2 separate regions of the Mus musculus genome follow, and region 2 is linked to region 1. A link is a contact called in public Hi-C data. All regions are on one chromosome and are shown on one strand. Each heading gives the region's core, a stretch centred on a gene start, on an enhancer-like site or on the middle of the called end of the contact. The rest is flanking DNA. Distances are from core to core; before and after follow the strand shown.

Region 1 (3,035 bases), core at 368-2,867:
TAATTGGAACTGTCGGGTTAAACTAAAAAGGAATCTTTCACTGGTAGGAAAAGTAGCCCTGGGAGAACGTGACAGATATTTCCAAATATCTGAGGGGCTAACATGTGGAATTTACATTAGACGAAGTACGCAAAATACCAAAGTCAAAAGCAATGGGTAGTTGGAAGATTCAATGATGTCAGTCTTCAATAAAGGGAAGCACAGTCAGGGCAAGGGGCATTCACTGTTTGTAGAGGTATTTAAGCACTCACGGAAATGTTGGGCAAGGAGACCTCCAGATCATATTATTTGAATTACAAGGAAACGTCTTTCCTCCAACGACAATTTTGTGGCTTTTTAACATTAGTGCACTTAGTATAGTTTTTGAATAGGCAAGACCTTTCATGTCTCTATGCTGTTGATGCAGCTTAAGTGGAACTTCTGCCATCTGCCCACCTGCCCAGGAAAGCAGATGCCATCACCAGGAAGACAGCAGAGTTCCTAGGTGCTTTTCCAGAGAATAAATGCATCACTGCTGTTTGCTCTTTCAGCATATAAATTGTCCCATTTCATTCTCTTTCTCTTGCAAATGGAAGGTGTGTCTTGCAGATACAGTTTGGGTGTGTCTCTATCAATGTTCTTTAAGATTCTGGACCATCTGTCCTTCAGATGGAACTTTAGGTCTTCCGGAAGATCACTAAGATCTTAGCATGAATGACTTGCCCTGTATTCTGAGATGTCCCTCTTTGCATTCTTGCTTCAAGTAAACCAGAAAACAGTGGAGGTGGTGGTGCTGGGAAGGGCACTATGGCCCCATAGGTCTCTGCTATAATGTTGATCTTTTTCTCTGAAGTGTTTTAGAAGTCTCAGGCTGGTCCCAAACTTCTCAGGATAAAGAATGTCTGGAGAAGGATTTTACCACAAGGGGTTGCCAGGGCCAAAGCGTGCGTCTCCTACCCACTGTACCTGCTCCCCCCTCCCCATCTTTCTAGCAGCTGAGCTCAGTCATGTGGCCCCTAAAACTGGTCCTGCAGAGAGAGTCAAGCCCCCAGACCTGACTTGAGCCCCTGCCTCCCCACCCCGACACCCCAGCAGAGCCCAGAGAGAAGGGCAGAGAAAGGGAAAGCGAGGAGAGTGGATGGAGGTGGGGCTGGAGGAAAGCGTGGGGCTGGAGGGAGCAAGCTTCCTAGGGAAAGAGAGGGGAGGGCTGACTGGGCTCGGCACGCTCCCTCCCTCTTGCCGCTTTCTCTCACATAAGCGCAGGCAGAGGGCGCATCAGTCATGCCCTGCCCCTGCGCCCGCTGCCGCCGCCGCCACCGCCACCGCTCGGCCCCGCGCGCGCAGGAGGCTCGAGCGCCCGGGAGCTCGCGGGCCTCGCCGCCGCCGGGCGCCCCGCCGCCCTCCTCCCGCCCCCCGGCTCCGCCGCCACCACCGCCTTCTCCCGCGGCTCCCGCGGCCCGGCTCCTTTCACTTCGGGCGAGGGGAGGGAGGAGGGGGGACGAGGGACCCGAGGGCTCTTCGGGACGAGTGGAACATCGCGGGGTGACTGGGCTTAACCACCCCACCCCCTCTTCTTTGCAAAACACCAAAAACAAAACCGCGATCGGCGGAGCCGGCGCCCTCGCTTCACCTCGCGGGCCGCCACCGAGGGCAGTTCGGATGTCCGGTTTCCTGTGAGGCTCGTACCTGACACCCGGGAGCCTCTCCCCCGTGAGGGCTGCCAGAGCCGAGGGCAAAAGTTGCGAGCCGCCGAGTCCCGGGAGACGCTCGCCCAGGGGGGTCCCCGGGAGGAAACCACGGGACAGGGACCAGGAGAGGACCTCAGCCTCACGCCCCAGCCTGCGCCAGCCAACGGACCGGCCTCCCTGCTCCCGGTCCATCCACCATGCACTTGCTGTGCTTCTTGTCTCTGGCGTGTTCCCTGCTCGCCGCTGCGCTGATCCCCAGTCCGCGCGAGGCGCCCGCCACCGTCGCCGCCTTCGAGTCGGGACTGGGCTTCTCGGAAGCGGAGCCCGACGGGGGCGAGGTCAAGGTAGGTGCAAGGGACCCCGTCGGGTCGGGCTGAGGATCCGAGGCTCCCAAGTCCTGGACTGTGTGTGGGCTTGGCTTTACTGGGTGTACAGAGAACCTGCCGTGGAGTGTGTGTGCATAATTATTTATTTAACCTTTGGATCCAAAGTTAGAGATTGGTGCACGCTTGCTTGGAGCAAAGTTTCTCTTCTTTTTTTCTCTCCCCCAGTGGAAAGCTGTTACTAGAAAGGAAAGCAACTTAGAGGAGGGAAGGGCCCAAGAGGTGTTCAGTCACACAGATTCCTTCTCCTTCATAGTGGTCTCCTGCCAACAGAGGAGTTTGCACCCTGCCCCAGTGGCATGGCTCCAGAGAGAATTTCATTGCTGTAGGAAATGCTCTTTTCTTTTCCTGGCTGGTTTTGGACTCCAAAGAGCTTCTGGGGTGTGTGACCAGACAACGGAGTTTTATGCTCCTGGAGTTTGCATAGCAGGGGCCCCAGGCTCTGTGAGCTAGTTTGGAAAAAGTGTGAGTAAATTTAGAAACTGGGCTTAAAGGTTTTGGATTTCAGAATTAACTTGAACTTGGTCAAATCCAAGATGTAACAGAAATTGGAATCTTCTAAACTTTATCAATTCTTTTCCTAAACAGTGGCTATAAGATTAAAAAAAAATCAAAGTATCAATTAGTTTGTTTTATTTTGTTTTAAAGAGAAATAGCATCTTTCCTGAACACGTTAAGGGACTTTTGAAGACATTCCGATTGTCTGACTCAGTTATCTTATCTTGTGTACTTCTCACTTGAACCTTCTAAAGAATATGTTTATAACATCTTCAAGTTTATACTTGGCGTAATAGTTGGGATCTTGAACTCCTGCAAAAGTTTTGTGTTTAAGGCACTGCGAAGCCCCCTGGCTGGAAGCAGACTGAAGTGGTTTATAGTAGCTGACTGCAAGTGGGGGGAAAAAAATAGAAGGGGGTGTGTTACTCTCAACTTTCAGTTGACTTTATTGGTGAACATACACAGAATGTGCAGAGGTCAAACCACC
Region 2 (3,035 bases), core at 206-2,705, 520 kb after region 1:
TCCCTTATTCCTAAATCTTGGTTGGTGGAAGAACTTGGCACAGATTTTTGGGATTTTAGGCTTTAAAACTCTGCACACACACACACACACACACACACACACACACACAGAATACTAGCATGGCAGCACTTGTCAGTGTAGGTGAATTTTTCACTTATATAAATGTATCTGTACGTCCAAAGGAGTTCCCACAGTGGTAAAGCCTACATCAGTGTTATCTAGAGGATCACACATGGGTATTGGTCCGATGAAAGTAGGAACTACAACAGTTGACGGTGATGGTCTATTTCATACCTTAAGACAGTTTCTTAAAAAACAGTCATTAAAAGAATGAGTCATTGATAAGACATATATCACTGGACAAAGAGAAAACATACTACTTCTTCTCTCTCTTTCATGCCTACTCTTTAAGAATGACACTTTTTAGTGTGTGTGTTTATATGGGCAATTATGTGCCATGTGTTCGTGTGTTGTCAAAGGCAACTTGAGGAGTTGGTTTTCTCAGTCTCCTATTGAACAAACTGAAGTTTAGTAGCAAGCGCCTTAATCATCTGTCTCCCCTGGCCTCATTTTAACCTTATACAAAGTCACATTAGTCTACCTTATAAATGATCAAATATACAAGAAAACACTCAATAATATATTACATAGCACCACCAAGATCCAGCCCATGTTTTATATGTGGGATACGTATTCATATTCAACACTGAATATATTCTTGCTATAGAGATTTTAAGAGATTGATATTATCTTCCTGCATAGCAATCTAATTTGTAATTGCCTATCACCACATTGTAATAAGTTTCATTTTCTGAATCACTCATTAATGGATAGAAATATCTGCATCAGTTACAGGCACAGAAGAAATACTCAATAAATACTTGTTGAATGAAATTATACATCTCAGGACATCTTGAAGTATATGAATGTAATCTATAAATAGCTTTAAAATATGTGACTAATGTACATTTTACATAATCATTATGGAAATAGGTATGATGAATTTTAAAGGTTTGTTTTCTTCTTAAAACAAAATTTTTGTGGTTTCCAGGTCTATCTCCTACTCTCATCCACCTCCCCCCCCCCAAAAAAAAAAACAATTTTCACTGTCTTCTAGAGCTTTTTCACATTTCTCTTCAAAATTCTTTATTGAACAATGGCCTTTAGCTGGCAGACCAAAATACACACACTATAAAATGTGTGAACTGGGATACAGAAAGAAAGATTTGCCAACACAGTGCAAGTGAAGCCAACAATTTATACTTGAAGCTCTGTCTTCAACTTTAGTTCCTCAGACTGTTAACGTTCATGGATCCAGAGATTACTGACTCCAAAACATTGAGTCACATCCTAAATGTCATTAACACAGAGCCTTCTTGGAGGCCGAAGCCCCGCCCTTCGACGCTAAAGCCTCGATTCCAGCAGACCTTATCAGCCCCCAGCTGATCTGTTGCCATAGAAACCCATAAAGCACCATGGCTGCCGCCGGCCAGGCAGAGGAGTGTTTACCACTGCCGGCGGCAGAATCATCCAAGACGTCCTTACCTACACCACCAGCAGTTCCCGCAGGAAAGAAGCCAAAGAAATGTCTGGTGTATCCACATCCGCCTAGGAGCTCCCGCCTGAGTCGTTCTGTCCTGCGCTGGCTCCAGGGCCTAGATCTCAGCTTCTTCCCTAGGAATGTCACCAGGTGCTAAAGCCAGACAGGACCCAGTGATTCACCCTCCTCCTCAGGTGTCACCCTCCCCTAGGCCACCTGCGCTCGCTCAGTTCAGGCTCCCTAAGCCTGGAATCAGCCTCCTTGGCCTTGCTTTCCCTCCTCACGGAGACAGCCTCGCCATCCAACTCCCTGCTCACTCATGCATGCCACAAGGCATACATATCAAGATAGGAAGTTCCAGAAAGACGTGGACCGTTGTGTTCATTGATTTCATTCAACTGGTCATTACACTGTAGAGTTAAGCTATTCCGGAATGCTTTGATAATCACAAAAAACCAAGGTTTTTGTTTTGTTTTGTTTGTATTAATCGTAATAAGGACTAGTTTACCCTTTTTTTGAAAATGTATCATGTATCCAGTTATCTGAGGTTTTTTTTTTTTTTTTTTTTTTTAAGCTTCTGTTTAACGGAAACGATGGTCTATGTAACTGGCTGTTACTATAGAATGTGAACAAAATTCCATAAAAATGAATACCATAGATCTTTTGCAGGAAAACGATTAATGCCAGTATTGGGTTTTTCAAGCATCTGTGAAACTTTCAATAAGCGTTTTAATCACTTGGCAACATTGTTAAATCTAATAATTAGGAGGATTCATTAAAGGACACTTTAGCTAACTGCTTTCTTTCCTATTGAGAAACCTTCTCAGAGAAATGAACCAACACAAGTTTTTCCAGATAGTTTGTCAATATGGTTTATTAGCTATTATATAATTATCTCAATTACACTTTTTCCATTTCCTTATTGTTATGTATCAGGGATTTTTCAAATGGCTACCTAGTTGCAGAGATATTCTGTATTTATTATCCCTGGGACCTTCGATTATCATCCTTTGAAAATGGAACCTCCTTAAAAGTCAAGTTGGATAACTGGGCACAGATAGAGAAGGTAAGACACAAAATTGACAAGAGTTTCCTGTGAAGCTTGTTTTAGATAGTACACTACATCTCTGTCTGAGAGAAAAACAGAAAGACAGGAGAGAGAGAGAGAGAGAGAGAGAGAGAGAGAGAGAGACTCTATGTCAAGTCTAGGAAATAACTGATTAGTCAAATTCTAGTTGTTCATTATATACAAAACTATAAATAAACTATAAAATTTAGTATATGACAATTAGAGTGGTATATAATAGTGGCTTTCTTGAAGAAATAGTGAATGTTGATAACATAGAAAATGTAGTTCAAATGAAAAGTTAGTTAAAGTAAATTCATAATACTTGATTATTTTTCTAGAACTTCTGATGATGAAATACTTTCTTTCTATTATTAAAGTTTCTAGCGAAAAAGAAGTTTAAACTACCTAAAGAACTAATCCATGGAA

The links. A called contact is a pair of places that touch in the nucleus more often than the background predicts.
Region 2: a contact with region 1 is called in a Hi-C map of muscle stem cells, with 2.2 times the contacts expected there. The contact joins the promoter of Spata4 here to the promoter of Vegfc in region 1. A contact is called at or near these places in 1 of 39 promoter capture datasets (hippocampal neurons) and 1 of 484 Hi-C or Micro-C datasets (muscle stem cells).

Annotation. Positions count from the first base shown.
Region 1 is chr8:54,075,915-54,078,949 of GRCm38.p6, forward strand. Vegfc (vascular endothelial growth factor C) reads left to right here and starts at 1,618. Exons shown (of 7, transcript NM_009506.2): 1 at 1,618-2,011. The coding sequence starts at 1,865. It overlaps Gm33153, which reads right to left. Exons shown (of 1, transcript XM_006509526.4): 1 at 156-3,035. The coding sequence starts at 1,859. The coding sequence ends at 1,020.
Region 2 is chr8:54,599,326-54,602,360 of GRCm38.p6, forward strand. Spata4 (spermatogenesis associated 4) reads left to right here and starts at 1,456. Exons shown (of 6, transcript NM_133711.4): 1 at 1,456-1,690; 2 at 2,477-2,606; 3 at 2,987-3,035. The coding sequence starts at 1,476.